Regions from separate parts of the Mus musculus genome. Here region 2 is linked to region 1. The links are chromatin contacts, called in public Hi-C maps. All regions are on one chromosome and are shown on one strand. Each heading gives the region's core, a stretch centred on a gene start, on an enhancer-like site or on the middle of the called end of the contact. The rest is flanking DNA. Distances are from core to core; before and after follow the strand shown.

Region 1 (5,244 bases), core at 1,079-3,578:
ACTGAATACAATTTGTGCTGCCTATACATGGGTGTTGGGCTATCTACTGAAGCTTGACCAACGTACCTGAACATGACCCTCTGTACCCATAAAAACCTCACTATCCGTCTCCCAGTACCAAGCAACTGCCTGCAGCTCCTCATCTAGGGATGGCGCCTCCTGAGCCCCTTTCCTATTCATGCTGGAATGCTGACTGGATTAATCTTGTCCCTGTCTTGTGTAGGCAACCACAGCTAATGTGGGTTCTTATGTGCAAGGATTCTGTCATGTGCAGAAGACACTATTATGTAGTAGTCCTATCCAACCTCCAGCCCATACTGTCTTTTTGTACCTGCTTCTGTGATGCTCTGAGCCTTGACAGGGAGGAGCTGTGTACTCAAGTATCTGTTCTTTGGCCGGATGATGGGCAAGAGTTTTTAACAGACCAGTTTTCAGGCTTAGTGTACTAGACATGCTGATCATTTGCCTGCCTACTGCCCTTAGGCCCCTAAATGGCTCCAGAATGCCAATTCTTTCTCTGTGCTTTCTGATGACTGCTGAATTGGCAGGCATTGGATGCAATCATGTCCCCTTTCTTAAACAGATTAATTCCCTATGTAGAATTCTTGAAGCCTGGTTTTAAAATAAATGGTGATCTTAAACGATTAGGTTCCTCTTCTTAGCATATGGAAATCTCAGAGTCTGAACCCTCAGATTCACCAGATCTGGCTAAAGTGGAATGAAAAGGCATATTTGCAGCAAGTTGTATGAGAGGCCACATAATAAGGGCAAAAGTTCTGAGGTATCTAGTAAGTAAAAAGGAAAGAATACAATAGATATACAGAAAGAAACTGAGATGGAGGACAAGATTTGGTCTTCTGGAGAGAAAGCCAGGAATGGTAACTGTATTGTTCTGGGTGCTTAAGAATGCTATAGGATGCGATCTTCATTTTATCTGTGTCTCCATGATGCTTTGACACATTTTTACCAAACCAGTTTTAATGGGTCTCTTGCTTGCATTCCAAGAGACCTCGATGGAGGAATGTGCACGAAAGATACTAAGTTGAGTGTTTAGAGTGGAGTGGAGGAGGAAAGTTGGGATAGCAGATGTTTGTTAGGATGCTGAGCATTGGCTCTTTAGCACTGAGGCAATCTTTCAGCCTCAGGGTGGTGGGAGGAGATTGTGCCTGGTATCTGGCAGGGTAAAGTACAAAGGAACATAGGCTTTATGAGAGCTTCCTGCCCTGAGACAGATGTATATTCACACCGGTGTAGGCACATGTGTATGTGTCTCTATGTGGCCTATGGATGTAGAGGGAATGGGTTGGCAAGGGGGAGAAACTTGAAGAAAATCCCAATCTTGGGCAGGATATGCAGTACATTCTTACACCAGAGTAGTGTAAGGGATAGTGTGGCTTAACTGTTGATGAGTTCATTCTTAGAGCTACATCTTTCAAAAGCATCATAGAACAAAGTCACTCTGCTTCAACATGTCTCTCATGATAACAGCTGTAAGGAAGTTACAATAAAAGCTTGGAGGAGGGATAGGGTATCTTAAAATTGTATTTCTAGAATTTTCTTCTTCAAATATATATCTATAGAGATGTGCAGACTGGAGCCATGAAACTTGCAAGGCATCAAATACATTGCTCTCAAATGTCTCAGTGTCCTAAAGCAAGGTACCCTGGTAGCCCACTGACATTGGAGAATGTGTGTATATAATAATGCTATCCCCAAACTGGCACCCTCTTGAGTAAGCAATGTAATATAAACTCTATAATCTAACCAATGGGTGGGCTCCTATCTATGGGATCTGCACTTGACACCCATTTAGGTGTGGAGGTGATATAATGAGTGTGTACATCTGTGTAAAAATGAAATCAATACAGATTTTTGTGAATCAGATATACTTCAATAAAGCTGTAGAAAAACTTTATTAACTTATAAGTTTTGGTTTGGTTTGGATTTTGAGACAGGGTCTTACTAAACTTAAAGTTACTTATAGCCCAGCCTGACATTGATTGCTTAATCCTCTTACTTCAGAATCCTCAGTATTGAGATTACAGTTGTATGCTTATTTTTTTTCTTGCATCTTACCAGTTCTTGCTATGGAGAATATCTCTCTCTCTCTCTCTCTCTCTCTCTCTCTCTCTCTCTCTCTCTCTCTCTCTCACACACACACACACACACACACACACCCCACAGTACCTTTAAAAACCTATGATAAGCCTACACCCAGGGGCCCATTGGTAGCAGCTGGTCACATAGCACTGTTAATTGGAACCCTTTCTATTTAACAGATTCATGTCAGTCTTCCTGGCCTTCTAGTCATGCCAGGCTAGCATGCCCGTGGGCTCCTGATGTACACCAATCTGGCAGAGAGAAGTAGAGCATTGAAACAATCCTGCCACCTGCTGCCCAAAATGCTTTCCTAATCTTTTGGCATTTTTTCAAACTCTTTTTGTTTTAAAATGCTTCTGTTGGTCTTTACTTTATAGTTATAAAAGTAACCTGCCTTGCTATAAAAGTGTAAACAATGAACCAAGCATTGTTCTGCATACCCATACTTCCATCACTTGGACAGTGGAGGCATGAGGGCAGGAGCTCAAGGCCGGTCTCAGAATCACAGAGATTTTGGGGTCAGCCTGAGCTACATGAGATTCTGTGCTTAAAAAAAATAAAATAAAAATGCATGGGCAGAAGAGACAGCTCAGTTGATAGCCATTGTTTTACAAGCATGAGAGTGCGAGTTCCCTCGCTGGGACCACATAACAAAGTCCAAGTGCCAAAGAAGTAGAGCTAGGTCCATCTTGTTAACAGGCATGCTAGCCAGTCACCCTTAAGAAGTGAGTCAACAAGAGGCCTCATCTCAAAGGATGTAGACAACATTCCTGAGGATGGCACCTGAGGTTGTTCTCTGGCTTCCATACATCTTTTCACTGGCACCCATATGCACACAAATATGCATGCTCATGTGCATATACATGCATAGGTGATTTTAAAATAAAAGCAATAAAAATAAAAGTCTATCAAGTCAAACATCAATGTGCTCATCCTGAAATCTCAACCTCCAGTGGTACCGACTGTGGCCAGTTTACTGGATATCCTTATAGATCTCCTTGTTTGGATAAGTACCTAGAGGGTCCCTTCTCCAGTCATTTCCTCATTTGTGGGGCGACCCCTGGGTGCTAAGCTAGTTCGCTAGTAGGGATACAGCTATGAACAAAACACCATTACTTCCTTTTCTGAGTTTACAACATAGTGCAAGGAAAGAGAAACCTTAAGACACAGAGGACTCCACAATATAGCATCATGATGATGATGATGGTGATGATGGACAGACAATATTACATGGTAAGAGAGAGCTGGGGAGTGCTGGCAAGAAAGAAAGGGGACTGCTATTTTATAGATTAAAAGAAGGACTCACGGAGAAGTTGACATTTTAGTAGACCCCTAGAGAGTCATATTAAGTATTCCCAAAAGGTAAGGGAATAATTTATGTGGCTCTCTAGGGCAACTGCAAAGGCCTTTGGTAGAAGCATAACTTGAAACCTATCAGAAACCTTATGGTACTGAAGTAGACTGAGTAGACAGGGAAAACAAGACAAGTTCATACAGTTTATTGGAGTTCATATAGGGAGTATATGATGTACTTTCTAACCCCCCATGGAAGGTGGGGCACCTTCTGTCTTGCTGTTACCCATGGCATGGTTCTATAAGTAGACCCTAAACACACCACACTTAGTACAGTTCTGTGTTGCCTGCCTCTTTGTTTGGTCTCACAGCTGCTCACACGTGGGAATCAAGCACTTCCAAAAGCATAGGTATGCATAAGACTGAAGGGCAAGGAGAAGGCCCAGCTTCTCTGGGTGTAACAATAATAAGAGTTTTAAAGTCCTTTAAGACGGGGCGGTAGCAGCCACCCAGTGGAGGAGAGGAAGGGCATGGTCTAACTTAATGTTTTGAAGGACCTCCTGTGTTGAGAATAGGTTGCAAGAGTCAAATAGGAGCAGAGATGGAATGTGGACGTGTCGGTCCAGGCCACTTCTTTTCAAGGAGGAACCAGTTAAGGATGCAAAAGCTTGATCAATGACATAGGAAAAACACTGGGAGGAGATGTTGGCTTGGGAAAGAAGGATCCACTCTGTCAAATGCTGCTGGTGGCAAAAAAAAAAGGATGTCCAAAAATTGGCTATTGGACTTGGAGATGAGAAAGATGGATGCCCTTGGGGCACTTGGTAGGGAGTATGTGAGAATCCTTGATGCAGCAGGTTTATGAGAGAATCCTGGTAGAAAACATGAGACACTGTGAACAACAGGAAAAGACAAAGAATCTAGAAGGAGGGGGAAGCCCAGCAAGAAACCCAGCCATAGAGCAATTCCTCCCAAAACGTTGTTCGTAAAGGGCCAGGAGTGGAGTAAGGAAAAACAAACAAAAAGAACAGGCCGCTAACTGCCATGATTAAACTCATTATTTTGCATGTTATCAAAAAATAGCTTTTTAAAAAGTGTTGTGGGATATATTGGCAAATGTGAACTCTTGGTATTAACTTACTACATCAATGTCAAATTTCTTGGCAGTGATAATGACTTTAATCTTTGGCCAGGTAGTATCCTTGTTAAGAAATACAGAATGAAGGAAGTATTTAGAGGTGAGTGATGCTAAGATTCCTATAACTTACTCTCAAAGACACCAGAATTTACTGCAAAGAGAAGAGGGGTGTGCAGAGACAAAGAATAAATGTATCAAAATTTCAATTCTCTTTTTGGAGACAGAGTATCACTATGTAGCTTACACTGCCCTGGAACTCATTCTGTAGAACAGGCTGGCCTCAAACTCTCAGAGATCAGCCTGCCTTTGGCCTTCAAGTGCTGGGATTAAAGGTATTCACCATCATGCCTGGAAAAATGTTACAAATTTTAAATTTTAAGTGGAATGTAAATAAAAATTAAACAGCTGGTTTTGTTGCATCAGCTGCATCAGGATTATCTGGGGTGTTTCTTTAAAATACAGATTTCTAAGCCACTTTAACCCCCCCTTTTTCCTACTTGCATAGTATTACCAATATGCATTTGGAATATCTTTTGGTGTATTTTGACAGGATCTCACGTGTAATTTAGGGTGACTTTGAACTCATGGTCCTGCCTCAACCTCCCAAGTATTGAGATTACAGATATACGTATCACTATACCTGACTTTAAAAATGTCTTTCAAACTTACAAAAATAAAACCAGGTCACTGAGGAAAACAGAAACAGCAGCTAA
Region 2 (5,244 bases), core at 1,792-4,291, 71 kb before region 1:
TAGATTTTTTTTAAAAAAATGTGGCAAAAAGCAAATTCACTAAATTTCACCTTTATTGAGCACCAATTAAAGGTGTGGTTTGGCTATATATAAGCCAAATTTATTTATCAGGAAACCCTTCATGAAATTCTCCTCTCTGAGAAAACCACTCTCTCCACCTTAATTTTCCCATCTGACTGATAGGAATTACAGTTTCCTTTGTAGGGCCATTGCTCAGCAAAACTTATTCAAGCAGTTTTAAGCTCTTAGAACTGTTCTATTAGTAGTTGCATCGCTTACTTAATCCACTTCCAACTATCCATGGTGAATATAAAACAAGTTAGGAATGCTAGTACTCTTCTGGGATTGAAATCCCATTACTTCTGCTGCAGATGGTACCCTAAAGGCACTGACCCTCCTGCACAATCTGCATCCTTCTCCATTCTTATTCTCATCCCTGTGGCAACGCCATTGCCTGTGCTTTGTTGAACCTTTCCGAGTTTACTGGAGCCATTTATAGTATGTGTGATCTAAAAGTCTGACCCTTCCCTAATGGATGTTATCGCGATGAGAGATGTATTCCGATTCATTTTATTTGTTTTATTTTCATTCGTGTTTGGAAGAGAATGTTAATTCATGGAGAAACTGCTACCCTTACAGGAATCTAGTAAGAGCCCCAAAACAATGAAGAAGTTTCTTCACAAAAGAAAGACGGAGAGGAAAGCATCCGAGGAAGAATACGTGATTAGGAAAAGTATGTGCCTGTACTTTTGCAAAGTTATTTATGGGTGAACTAACATGACAATGTTTAAAAAGCAGATAATTAGAGCAGTTTGTTCTTGGCATCATCTGTTGTAAAAAAATACACAGAAAATTTGCTCACTTCTAAGACTTCAGAATAAGCTTCCTCCTGCTGCACTTCCTGCTGACTCTGACAGACATCAGTCTGGACCATTTTCATGCTGCATCACCTCACCCCACCTGGTTTAGATCCCCCAATTGGTACCCATTTTCTAAGGGCACATTTTTCCCTCTAGATTTCTGATGCCTGGAATATTTTTTTCTGAAAAACCAAATGGACCTGAGGACAGAAATCGGTCGGACAGTCTCATGCTCAGGGATGTCCTCAGTTGCCCATGGAGTCAGTCTGCTGACATCAGAAAACAGAGCTGTATTTAGGAGATGCCTACAAAGTCAGCCAGACAATCGATATGTCTGTATTTGACTCTAAAATTGTGAACAAGGGAACTTTGGGAGCATACATGGAGACATCAGTGTTTTAGCAAGCAATGCATATATCAGTTGCAAGTATAGTTTAGTTAAATCTTTCCTGTGGCTAGGGACATAGCTTAATTCATAGAGTGCTTGTTGAGCATGCACAAAGCCCAAAGTTTGATCCCTAGCATGATATAAACCAGGCATGGTGGCATGTGCCTCTAATCCCTGCTTGGAAGGTGGAGGTAGGAAGATCAGAATTTCAACTCATCCTCAGCTACATAACAAGTTAGCTGTAACCCTGGACTGTATGAGACTCTGATATGATATAATAAATTATAATATAATATAATGTAATATAATATAATATATTAAAATTATATCTTTGCTAAACTTCAACTCCTGAAGCTCCAACCCCACTGTTACCTAAACTTATTAGTGGAACATTGCCATCTGAGTATTTAAAGACTGAGTTGGGGAGATGATAAGTGATATCTGGCTGGTTGAAAAGATGGGTGGGGTCAACAGGAAAAGACTCTTAAAGAAGGCAAGTCTTGAAATTTAATTGATAGAAAGACTTTGGTGTCCTGGATGAGAGTTAGAGCAAAACCAAGCCCACTGCCATCATTTTAGCCTTCAAGAGATTATTAATAAAACCCTTACTGCTTTAGAGTTCTGAACTTCAAAGCAACATTCCTTCCCCTGGGTAATGACCCCAGAACTCTTGGGGTTATTCTTGATAGCATTCTTTTGCCTCGTGGGGCTTGAACAAATTTCTACCTGCCTTTCAGAAACACTGCGAACCCTTGGCAGTGATGGGCACAACACATCATTTTGAGTGTTTGGGGTCATATATGTAGCAAAAGTTATTACTGATTAAATTTGACAGGTACTGCTGCCCTGGAAGAGGATGCTCAGATTCTTAAGGTGATCGAAGCTTATTGCACCAGCGCCAGTTTTCAACAAGGTAATGGCTCAATTAGAATTCGCCACACTGCTTTTGCTAATGAATGGGGTTTTATTGTTTAGTGCTCACTGTCTCTTAGAAGGAAAAAAAAACCTTCAATAAGATGGGGTTTGGGTTTGCAGGGTATGAAAAGCATGTGACTCAATGCAGAGCAGAAGTGCAGGACTGAATCTTTCAGATAAGGTGCTTTAGTTACTGGGTGGTTTGCTTATGAACTGTTGCTTTTCACCCAGAGAGAAAGAGATGCAAGAGGGAAAATGTTAGAGGTGATAGAAATGAGAAAAAAAATTTTTTTAAAGTCACTCTCTTTTGATCTACACAGATACCTCCACCAGCACTAGTTAGGAATTAAAGAGCCCAGAGAGTTCCTGTGTCTGCAAACTGATGCTAATCTCGTCTTATAGGCAGAATAGGAAAGGAAGTCAGAATACTATCTCTCATCAGCTATGTATTGAAGTGAGCGATGCTTCATCAGACTTGGGTTTCAAAGTTGCTCTGAAAATCCGAAAAATGTAGCTACACAGCTGAGACTTCACAATGTATAAAATGTCTCAAGGAGCTGTGAGATTTGGGCATTTGCCTAAACAGCTTTTAGGTTATACCCTTGAAAGCTGGGTGATGCCTTTTGACAAACCCTTGTGCTCTTCGCACTCTAGGTCACATAGATTATATATTTCGTTTTCTCTCATCTCAGACTTTACGCCATTACTGAACTGGCCCCTTTAGAGAGTTTTTCTCATCTGCATAGGGAATGAACATCCCCTGGTGCTGTAGTATTCACAGCTGCTGACCAGCTGCTTACTCGGAATGAGAGGGATTTCATAAGAGACTGCCTTAACACAAAGTAACACATCTCACAGGCTGTCACAAAAGGAAAGCATTTGATGTGGAAATCAATACATTTCACTGTGAACAGGGACAGTGTACCACAGATGCAACCTGGCTGCACTTCTGGCATGCTCGGTTCTAATAAGTTTTGATGAGCTGGGGGAGGAGAGTGAGAGAAGTTTTTATTGTGAAAGGTAGGGTGGAAATGGGGACGAGGAGACACCAGAGCATCCCTCATACAAAATCTGACCTTACCTCACCTCTGAGCCACTTGTTTTTCTACTTTGGTGTCTAGCCCTGTACTCAGAGGTAAAAGCTCAGGCATGTGATCTGCCCTAAGAAAAAGAGCAGTTTTGTTCCTCCTTCTTACATTCCCTTGGACATGTAGGAAGTATCCCGCTTGACACTCAGATGTGGCCAACATTTCAGCAGCATCATGGGCCAGTCTAATGTCCTGTTTCCCTAGAAATGACTGCTCTTGGCTTTCTTTTATCCATCCATTTATCTTCTGCATACTGATGAAGGGCCATTCTCCGAACACAGAAAGGGAAACACATCTTCCCTCTGGGGAAATGGAAGTGGTCAAGGAAAGCAGTGAATGTATACCTCTGTGCAGGATACTCTTCCAAAACAGTGACCTAGACAGTGGCTTAGACAGACCAAAGATTATGTCTCTGAACCCAGAGAGGAAGGATCTAGATTGCCAGGCTGGAGAGGCAGTGTGGGCAGAGAGAAGTGAAGAAACCTGAGTTTTGTTGCTGAGATAATCTCCCATCTCCACTGTACCCACCACCAAAATAGCTTTAGGCTGCTCTGCATTTCCTAGAGGACCATGGAAGGAACGAGTGCTGCTTCTGCAGCCCGTTTTGCCGTGTTGTACCCCAGAGCAGTGCTGCCTCTCAGCCCGATCTTCACTGAAATTAAAGAATTCCCAGTGATCATGGGATGTGCTGTGTGACTCTTGGAGGCATGCAGAGACTGGGTGATCAGTGATGAGCTCTTTGCTCTGGGAAAGGGAAAACAGAAAAGTCTGGGACTCCTACCACATCAGTTCCCCTTCTTGAAGACAAAATAAGGTCATTTGGTCATTTAGAGTCCCCTATCGGGAAGTGTAAAAGTGGCATGCTTGCCCTTTGAGTACAAGGGCATGAAGAATGTCTCTGCTGTAACTACAATAGAAAGGAACAAATACCTAGGTCTGCCTCTGATAACTCCCTACCCCATCTTACATGATCGTGATCATCACTTACAGGTACTCGTAAAGATTCTGTTCCACAAGTTCTACTCCCCGAGGAAGAGAAACTCATTATTGAAGAAACCAGAAGTAATGGGCAGACCATCATTGAAGAGAAGTGAGTAGAGAATGTTGCTTTCTTGACATGTCTGGGGCCTAAAGTAGGCATGACATCCTGTCTTAGGGCTTCTGTTGCTATAATAAAACACTATAACCATGAACAAGTTGGAGGAAGAAACTGTTTATCTCAGCTTACAACTCTCAGGTCACTCTCCAACGTCTAGGGAAGCCAGGGCAGGAACTCAAACAAGGGTGGAACTTGGAGGTAGGAGCTGATGCAAAGGCCGTGGAGGGATGCTGCACATACATAGTCCTGCTCAAGAGAACAGGCTAGAGTCCAAGTTCTTCTCTCAATTTGCTGTGTATTGTCAGGGTTATTGCCTGGGCTATTGTTAGTGTCACCCTGGGCTAGCTCTTCCACCTCTCTGAATTTGTTTTCCTCATCTGTAAAATGTGAGTGATGGAGATACTTTCTGTGTTATTTTTTGATCACAAAATGTTTTATAACCTTTATAAAGGTTAGCACTCAAAAATGTATGCCCATCTATAGTAATTATTGTTATTAAGAACATTATTATTGATATAGTAGTCATCATTAGCCTTGTGAAGGCTGCAAGGGATGTAGTATTATCCTTATTTCATATATAAAGTAAGTAGTAGCCATGACAAGACAAAAAGAAAACTGGTTACACATGTTCAAAATGACAGTAAGTGACAGAATAAAAACGAAAACCTAGGGCCTAGAGAGATGATTCAGTAGTTAAGAGCACCAGCTGATCTTTCAGAGGACCCTGGTTAAATTCACAAGACACAGGTAGGGCACCTAGCTCACACTGCTTGAAATTCCAGTTCTAGGTGATCTGGCGCCCTCTTCTGGCCTCCTTGAGTACCTGCATTCACATGCACATAAACGCACACATCAAACATAAAAATTAATCTTAAAAAAAAATCCCCAACTAAA

What was found. Hi-C and Micro-C count contacts between places; a contact is called where the count stands out from the background.
Region 2: a contact with region 1 is called in a Hi-C map of Th2 cells, with 2.5 times the contacts expected there. The contact joins two enhancer-like sites. A contact is called at or near these places in 1 of 15 datasets of contacts at CTCF or cohesin (liver), 16 of 484 Hi-C or Micro-C datasets (B cells, CD4 T cells, ECoMG myeloid progenitors and 10 more), 2 of 115 datasets of contacts at active chromatin or transcription factors (T-cell acute lymphoblastic leukemia and Th17 cells) and 3 of 9 other capture datasets (adipose tissue, liver and pancreatic islet).

The regions. Positions count from the first base shown.
Region 1 is chrX:57,163,880-57,169,123 of GRCm38.p6, reverse strand. No RefSeq gene overlaps it. Among named protein-coding and RNA genes, the nearest start is that of Gm14718, 34 kb to the left of the region's middle. Within about 2 kb of position 2,328, at least 4 of the 459 cell types and tissues checked have an H3K27ac peak or open chromatin away from gene starts, as enhancers often do. A contact at or near this core is called in T follicular helper cells and Th2 cells, where this site is marked.
Region 2 is chrX:57,236,083-57,241,326 of GRCm38.p6, reverse strand. It overlaps Arhgef6 (Rac/Cdc42 guanine nucleotide exchange factor (GEF) 6), which reads left to right. Exons shown (of 22, transcript NM_152801.2): 18 at 640-733; 19 at 2,084-2,161; 20 at 4,242-4,341. Among named protein-coding and RNA genes, the nearest start is that of Cd40lg, 27 kb to the right of the region's middle. Within about 2 kb of position 3,041, at least 9 of the 459 cell types and tissues checked have an H3K27ac peak or open chromatin away from gene starts, as enhancers often do. A contact at or near this core is called in T follicular helper cells and Th2 cells, where this site is marked.